4 separate regions of the Mus musculus genome follow, and all the other regions are linked to region 2. A link is a contact called in public HiCAR-type and promoter capture Hi-C data. All regions are on one chromosome and are shown on one strand. Each heading gives the region's core, a stretch centred on a gene start, on an enhancer-like site or on the middle of the called end of the contact. The rest is flanking DNA. Distances are from core to core; before and after follow the strand shown.

What was found. Promoter capture Hi-C pulls out the DNA fragments that hold promoters and counts their contacts. HiCAR-type assays count read pairs that join an accessible place to other places. Capture Hi-C pulls out chosen DNA fragments and counts their contacts.
Region 1: a promoter capture Hi-C map of adipose tissue shows a contact between it and region 2, with 2.7 times the contacts expected there. The contact joins the promoter of Dgat1 here to the promoter of H1f0 in region 2. A contact is called at or near these places in 1 of 39 promoter capture datasets (liver) and 1 of 9 other capture datasets (adipose tissue).
Region 3: a contact with region 2 is called in a promoter capture Hi-C map of liver, with 5 times the contacts expected there. The contact joins the promoter of Fbxl6 here to the promoter of H1f0 in region 2. A contact is called at or near these places in 2 of 39 promoter capture datasets (cranial neural crest and liver).
Region 4: a contact with region 2 is called in a HiCAR-type map of astrocytes, with 4 times the contacts expected there. The contact joins the promoter of Cpsf1 here to the promoter of H1f0 in region 2. A contact is called at or near these places in 3 of 115 datasets of contacts at active chromatin or transcription factors (astrocytes, embryonic forebrain and embryonic limb bud).

The regions. Positions count from the first base shown.
Region 1 is chr15:76,510,625-76,513,324 of GRCm38.p6, reverse strand. Dgat1 (diacylglycerol O-acyltransferase 1) reads left to right here and starts at 1,331. Exons shown (of 17, transcript NM_010046.3): 1 at 1,331-1,770. The coding sequence starts at 1,544.
Region 2 is chr15:79,026,834-79,029,533 of GRCm38.p6, reverse strand. H1f0 (H1.0 linker histone) reads right to left here and starts at 1,322. Exons shown (of 1, transcript NM_008197.3): 1 at 1-1,322. The coding sequence starts at 812. The coding sequence ends at 228.
Region 3 is chr15:76,537,435-76,540,134 of GRCm38.p6, reverse strand. Fbxl6 (F-box and leucine-rich repeat protein 6) reads left to right here and starts at 1,389. Exons shown (of 9, transcript NM_013909.2): 1 at 1,389-1,810; 2 at 2,060-2,218; 3 at 2,349-2,412. The coding sequence starts at 1,419. Slc52a2 (solute carrier protein 52, member 2) reads right to left here and starts at 1,305. Exons shown (of 5, transcript NM_029643.4): 1 at 940-1,305; 2 at 533-752; 3 at 1-441. The coding sequence starts at 662.
Region 4 is chr15:76,606,190-76,608,889 of GRCm38.p6, reverse strand. It overlaps Cpsf1 (cleavage and polyadenylation specific factor 1), which reads left to right and starts at 1,299. Exons shown (of 37, transcript NM_053193.2): 1 at 1,299-1,555. The coding sequence starts at 1,412.

The sequences.
Region 1 (2,700 bases), core at 82-2,581, 2.5 Mb after region 2:
GATGGTGTGGATTCATCTCTGGCTTTAGTGGCAGCCTAGGCCTCAACCTTCCACTTTTAGTTTTTGGTTTCAAACTGGAAGCTGGTGTAGCCAACGTGCTAGCCCAGGAGAATGTGGAAGCCTCGTATTCACTTAACAGAGGAAGGAGCGGGAAAGGCATGGCAGAGCTCACACGACTTACCTTCACTTCAGGCTCCCAAAGAGACTTTTTCTTTCACTCTGCCTCCTTTTGGGGTCACTATTCACAAAGACCTAGCCCTTGCCTTGCCAAGGACCAGATGAAAGACTGGGCCAGCAACAAAGGAATGCTCGGAGACACTGACCAGGTTGGCTCTGATCCACAAAAGTCCAAGCCTGGGTTCGCTTTTCTCTGCATATGTACAAAGACACCACCGGCAGGGCAGCCCAGATTGCTCATCATGAGATGTGTCGTGAAGAAAGTGTGACCTGAGGGAAGGAGTCAGTGGATACTACAGAAGTGGAGGGAGCTTAATAGGAAGACTAGTAGCATCCTGTAGGAGAGGCTACCAACCTTGTCCTATAGAGGTGCTTCTTAGGCCTGCTATTCCCCAGAAGAGAAAGCCACTATTCTCCTTGGTCCTTTATAGTGTTTCTGAAGGAAATTAGGTGCTTCCTCAGGTCTAGAATGTATGCACGGCGGTGTCTAAATCAGGCACGTTGCTTGTCGGGCCCTCGACAGCACTGTGGGGCGGTAGAGGAAGAGGCCATGGTGACTGGTGAGTTGCTTCTTTTAACTAACTGGGCAGTTGCACACATTTGCTGTAATGCGAAGCTGGGTATTTCTCCAGTTTGATCCTTTGACAGGCTATGTGCTCCAAGGTACATTTAAACTGGTTCCTGCCTAGCAGCTAGGGATCTTTCGGAGAACGATGCTGCCAGAGCAGATAAGTCTGTCGGTTGTGCGCTCAAAAATGGATTTGGAACCGCAAGACGTCAGCGCAGTTTCATAAATGACCTACACTCAAACCGCTGCTGGGGATGACGAAAGGATGTTTTTACATAAGTGGGACAAGAGGCAAGCAAGAGGTCAGAGGAAGTGCGTAGCTGCCAGGGAGCCAGGAGCCGGGGCAGTTCTCCTCCCGCTTGCTCCTCGCAGTGAGACAGCACCTCGGACCTCTTCCACCGAAGTTCACAGCCAAGCTGCACACTAGTTGCTTCTGCCAGCCTGTGACTGCAATTCCCAGAGTGCTATACGTCACCAGCTCCCGGTGCCTTCAACTCCCAGGAGGCTCCGCGCTCTGCTCCCGCGACTCCCAGCGTGCTCCGCGTCTTCGATTAGGCTCCGCCTCCGCTCGGCCTCGGACTACAAATGGACTCTCCAGTTGACGCCACAGCCAGTCAGCTGCTCCGCAGCATCGCAGCCTCAGCGTCGCAGAGGTAGTCGTGCGCTGCGCCGGCTACGGAGGCCGGCAGGGGGCGGCGGCGGAGGCCGTTGCTCAGGGTCCAGAGGCGGGGCCGCGGGCTCCAAGCGCTGAGAGCCGGCGGAGCACGACTGGGCCGCGACGAGGTGCGGGCCGAAGCCATGGGCGACCGCGGAGGCGCGGGAAGCTCTCGGCGTCGGAGGACCGGCTCGCGGGTTTCCGTCCAGGGTGGTAGTGGGCCCAAGGTAGAAGAGGACGAGGTGCGAGACGCGGCTGTGAGCCCCGACTTGGGCGCCGGGGGTGACGCGCCGGCTCCGGCTCCGGCTCCAGCCCATACCCGGGACAAAGACGGGCGGACCAGCGTGGGCGACGGCTACTGGGATCTGAGGTAGCGGAGTGCCTGATCCCCTTACATCTGACCTCTCCAGTGACGCTCCTAGTTCTTAAAAGTTGGCCACAGCTTTGCGAGTTACGCGGCCGGGGCTCCCCTGGGGCTGTACTGGGACACGGGCTTTGGGGAGAGGGTCACTTGCCAAGGTCACCCAGGTGTGGTCGTGTAGCCGACCAGGGAGTCTGGGTAGAGGAGTGGGCAGCAGCCCCCTTTCCATATTGCTTAGGAAAGTAAGCACACCTTGAGGCAGAGTCCCTTGAGGTCCTTTCTGAGGAGTGGGTAGCAGGAAATGTGAGCCCCGGGGGGGTGGGGGGTGGAGATGAATGGGCTTTCTTCAGTGGAAGGAGGCTGATGTTTTCCAGGGAGGGTTATGATGAAGAGTTACCTTTGCAAAAACTACGAGGGGTGTCCTGTGGGTAGAGAAGGCTGCTAGAGGCTCCAGAGGACACACGCCTGTTTGAGGCGATGGGTATGGGCGTTTGCTCGGGGCAGAGGACAGTACAGGAAGCTTTCTAGTACTAACAGGCTGCATGGCTTATTCACCCCTCTTCCAGCAAGTAGGAGGGCCTGAAGGAAGCCCAGCTTATGTTACCAGAATGACTTCGGGCTATAGGGGCAGAGCTGACTACTAAGTGAGACTTTCATCCCGTGGTTGGAGTACCGGAGAGAGGTTTGGTATGAACACACCTATGGGAGAGGCCCTGCTTAGCTGAAGAAATGGAGACTGTCTCCTACAAAGCCGGCCCTGAGACTCTTTTTGGTGATCATCATGGGACCCTTTAGTAGCTCTGGGTTAGGAAGTACCTGAGGGGCTTGGAGGAAGTGGCTATCTAGGGTGGCAAAGTCTGGTTCTCTTTGTATCAACAATCTTTTTCTAGTGGGCACGGTGCCCCCCACGCCCCAGCTGCCCTAGGGTGTTCACAGTTC
Region 2 (2,700 bases), core at 73-2,572:
AAGAAAAAAGTACGTCTCCATCATTACAAAGATGAGGTCTGTTTGCTGTCCTTGCACAATAGGTTAAGGAAAAAGGAGTCATTCCACAATGTCTGTATGAGGGATCCAAACTCTGTCCTCTTTAATAAAGTCAGAATAGAATGGGCAAAGGGTTGCAGATGGAATCAAGTGAGGAAATGTATTTACAGAAAACAGGAGGGAGGAAGGAGTGTCCCCAAGCAAAGTCTTCACTTCTTCTTGCTGGCCCTCTTGGCACTCGACTTGGCTTTGGGCTTCACGGTTTTGGCCTTCTTGGGTTTGGAGGCCTTGACTGGTTTGACTTTGACAACCTTGGGCTTTTTGGCTTTCTTGGGCGTGGCAGCCGGCTTCTTCTTGGCCTTCTTGACAGGGGTGGCTTTGGGTTTCTTGCTTGGGGCTTTGGAGGCAGCCTTCTTGGGCTTGGCTGCCTTCTTTGGAGTGGCCACTTTCTTGACTTCCTTCTTGGTCTTCTTGAAAGCCACCGACCTTTTGGGCTCATCGCCCTTGGCCAGCCTGAAGGACCCCGAGGCGCCCACCCCTTTGGTTTGCTTGAGAACACCGGTGGTCACTAGGCGCTTGATGGACAACTTGATCTGGGAGTCGGCGTTCTCACCCACCTTGTAGTGGCTCTTGATATACTTTTGGATGGACTGGCGCGAGGAGCCGGCACGGTTCTTCTCTGCCTGGATAGCAGCCACGATCATGTCTGAATACTTGGGGTGGTCCGTGGACTTCTTGGAAGCCTTGGCCCGTTTGGGCTTCGCCGCCGGGGCGGAGGTGGAGTTCTCGGTCATGGTGGCCGGCCTGCTCCCACTGTTCAAGGAGCCTTCCGATGGGCCAGCCCTCGCCGGAGGCTGTGCAGAACCTGACTCGCGATCTGCTCTCCCGCTCCACTAGCAGGCCAGACGCAAGTGCGGCTGCCGGGGACGCGGGCTACGCGTGGCTCCTGTCCTCCCGGCGCGGGTCGCGAGCTGCTCTGCGCTCCCAGCCCCCACCGTTCGGTCGCTCGCCCGGCGCCTGGCGCTGCCTCCGCCTCCACAGCCTCCCTTTTCCCAGCTCTGCGTCTGGCGCTCGGGCGGCGCATCCGGGTATTTAGCGGCGGCGGGCGGACCGCGGTGAGGACTGGGCTGCTGGCTGCCTGCTCCCGGCCCGGAATGGCGCCGCGCTGCCGCCATCTGTGTTTCTTCCGCCGAGCAAACTCGACCTTTCCCGGCGGCCCGGGCCTTCCCGCTGCCCGCCGTCTCTCGAGGTCTCTGCCCGGCTCCCTAGGCTTCCCTTCTGGGGACCCTGGCGCCCCGGCCGCCGCCCCCCGCGCCCGCCACGAGCCTCAAACGGCGCCGAGGAGCGCTGGGGCGCCGGCACATTTCCCCTTTGCGGGGGGCTGGCTCTGCGGAGCCGGGGAGCCCCGGGGCTTGAGACCCCCCGTCGGAAAGCTCCCCCCTGGGACTACCAGGAGCCCCACTCCCGGATGCCTGCGGGGTCCCCCAACCTGGCGGAGCGGCTCAGAAGCGGCCCCAACTAACACACGCGGCCCTGAGCTGGGCGACTCCCAGCCGGGCCGAGTCGGGACAAGGGGGGAGGGGTCGCCTCCCCAGGGTCCGGTCACCTCTCGGGGGTCACCCGACCACAGCTCCTCTGACACCCCTACCCCCTCTCTGCCTGCGAGGCCCTCAAGGAAACTTTCCCTGAAAGAGTTGGAAGGGCACTTTCAAACTTTGTCCCTTCCCCCTCTTGAGTCGCCTTCTCCCCTCGATGCACCCCCGGACCTCGGCGAGTTGATTGCTCTCTGAGCCCGAGCCCCCCAAAGCTTCCTGGGACCCCTGGAAGATGCGGACAAGCCTCCCGGGCGGCCTGCTCTCCTCAAAGACCCCCCACATCTCCCATGTATCTGAGTATGAGTTCATTTACATGCCTGCCTTGTTAGCTAGGGAGTTTTGGGGATGTAAGAAGCAGGACCACCACCCCCCAGGCCCACCCTAGGGGTGAAGGTCCCCTCTCCCACTGGCCTCTTCAAGGTGGGGTGTGGCTTGATGTGTGTGCAGTCTCTATCATAGGTGCTGTCCAATGGCTCTGATCAGACATCCTGGGGACCCTTAGGATGCGCAGAGGCTCCTTGTGCTTTTAGAGACTTGGAAAAATGGGGCGCAGCGGGAGAAGCCGAGGAGAGAGTTCTCCTTTCCCTGGTCGTGACTTAGGTGTAGGAGGTTTGCAGTCCACCAGGGAGCCGTGGTCCCGACCACCGCCATTTTGCTGGGAAGATGCCATGTCTTTGTTAAAATGTATCCATCTTTCCCGCCCTGCTTGGCAAAAATCCACCAAGTGAGCAAGGGGCGCCACCATCTGTAGTCCGACCTGGGGCTGTTGGGAGTCCTAGGCTCCGAGAGAGTTTAGAGGCTCCGAGATTTGCCGAAGAGACCCCCAGAGAGCCCAGAACCTCTTGTCTGCTGCAGACATCCTACTCACAATGTTAGGACCTCTTGGCAGCGGCTCCGTAGGGTTCTGGTGGTATTGCCTACCTGAGCTGGATCCCCGGACCCTGGTGTTTTTATTCCCTAGCAAAAAGGCACGAAAGTGTTTAATTAAACATTAACCTGGGAGTGGGGAATTGTAGCTGATCAAGATGAACTAACCTCTGCTAAGGCCTGGGGCTGTTTGTCACACCAGAAGGAGCAGCTTAGATGA
Region 3 (2,700 bases), core at 140-2,639, 2.5 Mb after region 2:
TAATGGGAGACACCTCGATCGGAGGCCCAGTGGTCCTGTTGGCAGGCACATGCAGGCACTCAAGGCGGCCCACCCCTTGACCCAGGGCTAGCACACAGGGCAGGAGGGCACTCAGGCCCTGACCCAGGAAGAAAGACCGTAAAAAGGGGGGTGGGAGGTGGCTCAAGAAGGGCAGGAAAGTGACATTAGAAGCACAGCAGGCCAATGCCAGCACAAACGCCAGCGTTAGGAAGGCCACTGAGTACGGCTTTCCTGCCACTGGGGCCACGTGGTTCCACAGAGAGGCCAGTAGGCCTGTGCCCACTATGCCTAGCCCCTGAACCACTCGGATGGGGACTTGCTCGCCCTTGCCGCGAGCCAGACGCCTCCACAGAGTCACCAGCAGCAGACCCAGGTTTCCCAGCGCCACAAGCACAGAGAGGTAGGAAGGGAGGCTCCAACCTGCAGTGGAAGGAGGAGATAGTGTAAAGGCACCAGGCTAAGGAACGAAGAGCAGCAACAGCAGCAGCCTACCTCCGCCCACTTCACTCACCCTCCGGGAGCTCTTTCACCACTACCGGCAGCTCTACCCAGATCCCGTTGACAGCAGCCCAGGAGCCCATGCCGAAAAGGGCCACCAGCAGATGGGTCAGCACCAGTCGGCCCAGCGGAGGTGCTGCCATTAGGTCAAAGGTCAAAGCGGGCCCTCCAGGACAAAGCGAAGGTAACAGTCCGCCCTTTTCCCACGTAGATCCAAAGCTTCTCTAACTATTCTAGAGAAAAAAAGAGTCAAGCTTTTTCACCTGGACGGAGACAAAAAACAAACCAAAACAAACCAAAACAAAACAAACAAACAAACAAAAAAACATGCGAGTGGGCAGAGTCAGGGTCTGAGGTGGCCAGATTGCAAAACCAAGGCACCTGGAGGGAGGCGGCGGATAGATCAGGAGCTGCACCTACCATGGAGCCTGCACCGGGACCCTTCTGTACAAGACTGGCAAGCGGGGGAGCGAGAAGCTGGCTTAAAGCATGGTTCCGGGGAGGAAGATGAGCGAAAGAGCCAGTCCTTGATGCTTGCGGAGGACCAAGTCTTGGCGCGGCTAAACCAGACTGGATGACAGCTAACTTCAGGCAGCCGGCGTGGATCGGCAAGAGGTGTGGCTGGCTGACTTGATTCGATTCTGGGCTCCTCGGCTGAGTGCGGTGCATCAGGGGCGTGGGGCCGGAGCAGCCCGCCCAGCCCCGGGAGCACGCCACTTAGCCCGGAAGGCAGCCAAACCCCAGCCAAAGGGTTGTAGTAAGACGCCGGCTAATGCGCTAGACTGCGGCGGAAGTCCCACCCCCGGAAGCTAAGTGTAGTGTAAAGGAGTGAGCTAAGGGGCCACGCCCCTTCCTCTCTGCCCACCCACCTTCCGCTTTTAGTTCAGCTCCCGGGGGCTATGGCTCCCGTGGCCTCTAGGCGAGTTAGACGTCGAGTTCGAAGCTCCAAGCGGCCCGATGCGCGGGGCCGCTCGGCGGAGGACTGGTGGTGGGACCGCCTGGCACCTCGCGGCTCTGGGTACCACCTGCTGCAAGCGGACAGCATGTTGCTCGTGCTGCCGGACCTGGAGCCTCCCCGCGCTCGTGCGCACCGGCGCGCCCGTCGCCGCGCTCCGAGGTCACTGGCTCGTGGCCCCACGGCTGTCGCCAAGCCCAGGACCAAACCCCGACCGGAGCCGTCGCTCGATCAGGGCCTGGACTCTGGTTGGGGAGACCGTATTCCCTTAGAAGTCCTGGTGCATATTTTCGGGTTGTTGGTTGCGGCTCATGGGCCCATGCCGTTTCTTGGCAGGTACACCAACAGCGCCTGCCGCGGTAGAGACTGGCGCACTGAGCGGGTGCTGCAGAGCAGAGGGCAGAGCAGGCATCACATCGGGCGAACACAAGTGCTCCGGCACCTGTCTTCACTTAGAGCTCAAAGCCTAGCACTGAGAACGGGCGACGGCAGGCTTTAAGACCGCTGCGCTGCTCCTAAAACACTCCATTGTAGGCATTACCCGCAAAAGGCCACGCACTCTCAGCAAACTTTTTCTTCTCCTAGGGCTGCACGCGTTTGCCGTCACTGGCACGAAGCCACCTCCCATCCTTCACTCTGGCATACTGTGACCCTGTCACCCTCGCTGGTTGGCCGGGCTGGCAAGGGCAACCTTAAGGGAGAGAAGAAGCTCCTTGCTTGCCTGGAGTGGCTCGTACCCAATCGGTGAGGGCTCCTTGTCATCTTACTGTCTGTTGTCTTCCCTGCATCCGCGTTGAGTAGGGGAGGATTCTGTCCAGAAGGGGGCAGCGTAAGGACAAGAGCACAACTACAGCCGGGCCTTGCTGTCGCCCAGGTTCTCTCAGCTCCAGAGCTTGACCCTCATCCACTGGAAGTCTCAAGTACACTCTGTGTTGGAGGTAAGAGCTGGAGACTGCCCTGCACACAAGCTGTCACGTTTGAGTGGTCTACTATGGGGAGGGTGCCCTGGTGGTGTACCACAGAGTTGTCTGCCTGCCTGCTCAGTTTCGTCTTGCTGACATCTTAGGAAATTGCTGGAGGAGACAGCAATTTCCATGTAGGCCTGGCGTGGACAGAATGGAGTCATAGCTGGGACTATAGGATAGGCTTGTCATGACTACCAGTGTCCCTGTAGATAGACCTTTACCTGCCCTCCACAACCCTGGATGGTCTCTCTCTCTCTCTCT
Region 4 (2,700 bases), core at 50-2,549, 2.4 Mb after region 2:
GGTGCGTCTGAAGACAGCTACAGAGTACTTACATATAATAATAAGTAAATCTCTGGGGCTGGAGTAAGCAGAGGTTCTGGGTTCAATTCCCAGCAACCACATGATGGTTCACAACTATCTGTACAGCTATAGTGTATCATATACATAAAATAAATATTTAAAAAATTATGTATATATGTGCCAGCATGTCTGGGCAGCTTTCGTCCCAGGGCTTGGGAGGTAGACTCTGAATTCGAGGCTAGTTGGGTCTACAGAGTTTCAGGACAGCCAGGGCTATGTAGTTGAGACCTCATCTCAAAAATCAAGAAAAAGAAAAAAAAATAATTTCTTTTGCTTGCTTGTTTTTGTTTTTTGTTTTTGTTTTTGTTTTTTTTTAAGAAAAGTTTTCTCTGTATAACCATGGCTGTCCTGGAACTCACTTTGTAGACCAGGCTGGCCTCAAACTCAGAAATCTGCCTGCCTCTGCCTCTGCCTCCCAAGTGTTGGGATTAAAGGCTTACACCACCACTGCCCAGCCAACAAAATACTTTTTAAAAGAGATCTTTTTTTTTAAATTTTATTTTATTTTTATTAGGTATTTTCCTCGTTTACATTTTCAATGCTATCCCAAAAGTCCGCCATACCCACCCCCCCAATCCACTACCCACCCACTCTCCCGTTTTGGCCCTGGGGTTCCCCTGTACTGGGGCATATAAAGTTTGCAAGTCCAATGGGCCTCTCTTTGCAGTGATGGCCAACTAGGCCACCTTTTGATACATATGCAGCTAGAGTCAATTAAAAAGAGATCTTTAGTGTGATACAGGGGTGATCTACCACATCACCTCATCTACAGAGTGGGGTGGCGATATTGCATGTTTCTGTATCCTTTTCCAAGCCTATATACCCTTGTTTTATTTTCTGGGATTTAGCTAATGAGGCAAGTCTTGAAGGGTACAGAACAGAAGGAAGCAGAGGTCCAGCACCCTCCAGCTCTGTGACGAGGCTCATCAGTCCTTTTTTTTTTTCTTTCTTTCTTTCTTGTTTTTTTTTTTCGAGACGGGGTTTCTCTGTGTAGCCCTGGCTGTCCTGGAACTCACTCTGTAGACCAGGCTGGCCTTGAACTCAGAAATATGCCTGCCTCTCTCAAGTGCTGGGATAAAAGGCATGTGCCACCACGCTTGCTCGTCAGTTCTTATCAAGCTAGGCCACTAGGGGCCGCTCTTCGCTCGCAGCCACGGCGCGCAGGCGCAGATGCGAAGCGGCCCGGAACCCTGCTTCTCAACCACCTGGTCCTCTTAGAAGGCGGTCCGGGCAGGAAGCGCAGGCGCAGTACTTCGGAACCCGGTGGCTGGGTTGGCGCGCGCGGCCGGACCGAGTCCGCTGCCGTCCCTGTCCCCCGAGTCGGCGGCTCCGGCGTGACAGTGGCGGCGACATGTACGCGGTGTACAAGCAGGCGCACCCGCCCACCGGGCTGGAGTTTACCATGTACTGCAACTTCTTCAACAACAGTGAGCGCAACCTCGTGGTGGCCGGCACCTCGCAGCTCTATGTGTACCGCCTGAACCGCGACGCCGAGGTAGGCCGTGTCGAGGCAGTGCCGCAGTCATTCGGCAGGTTCCCCAGTGCAGGAGCTGAGGTTTGCCAAGGGTCTTTGGGCCCCAGAGCCAGTTCATCGCTGCCTCGTTGTTTGGCCTCATCCTACCCTGCCCGGACACCTCTGCCCGCGGTCTACTGCTTGTTCTTTGGAGATCGATTTTCAGGAGATTGTTGCACACCTTCCACGAGCTTAGCAGCAAAGACAAGCCAGTGAACCCTTGAGGGCGATGATTCTTTAGGAAGTCAATACTGCCACACACAGACGGCCACAGTGTCTCTCTAGGAGTAAGACCCAATGAAGGAGACTGGGTGTTTCTGTACAAAACAACCAGAGCTCTTTCTGAGATTGAGCAGATTTGTTGTGGAAGAACGTTTCTTCCTAAAGGAGCAAGGCTGGATGTTTCTCGGGGACAGACTATTGTCAGTAGATGTAGTAATGTGGAATGAATTCATCAGTACATTGATAACGGGGGTGTTTTGGTTGCTAGAGAGACAGCAAGCGGTTCAGGAAGCCCTCCCCCCCTCCCCCCAAAAAAAAGGCAATTTCCGTGGCTCTTTAATCCCAGTTCGATCCATTAATCCCAGGTGGAAGCAGACAGATTTCTGGGTGTTCCAGTTTAAACTATTTCCAAGCCATCTAGGGCTACATAGTGAACCTCTTGTCTAAAAACAAAGCAAAAAAGCCAAGAAGGCAGATGCTTTTTTTAAAAAATTAGACTTATTCATATTCATTTGTGTTTGCTTGTATATATGTATGTACACCATATGCATTCTTGGTGTCCATGGAGGTCAGCATTATGGATAGTTGTGCCATCAAGTGGGTCCTCTGTAAGAGCAACAAGTGCTTTTGATGGCTGTGCATTACTGCCAACATGCAGTTTACTGGGGTGGCAGAACTGGACAGGGAAATCTCACCTTCATAGAAGATGTGTTTTAAATAGACAAGGAAGTGTGGGGGAAGTATGTGGGAGTTAGGCAAAGGGGTTTCAAGGAAAGTTAAGTTTTTGTGGTAGAGGCTAAGGGAAGGAGGAAGGAAGGGAAAGAACGGGTAAGAAGTAACAGGGCAGGGCCTCCACAACACACTCTCCAAGCAGGAAGTTTTGGCAATGAAATAATCTTACCCAA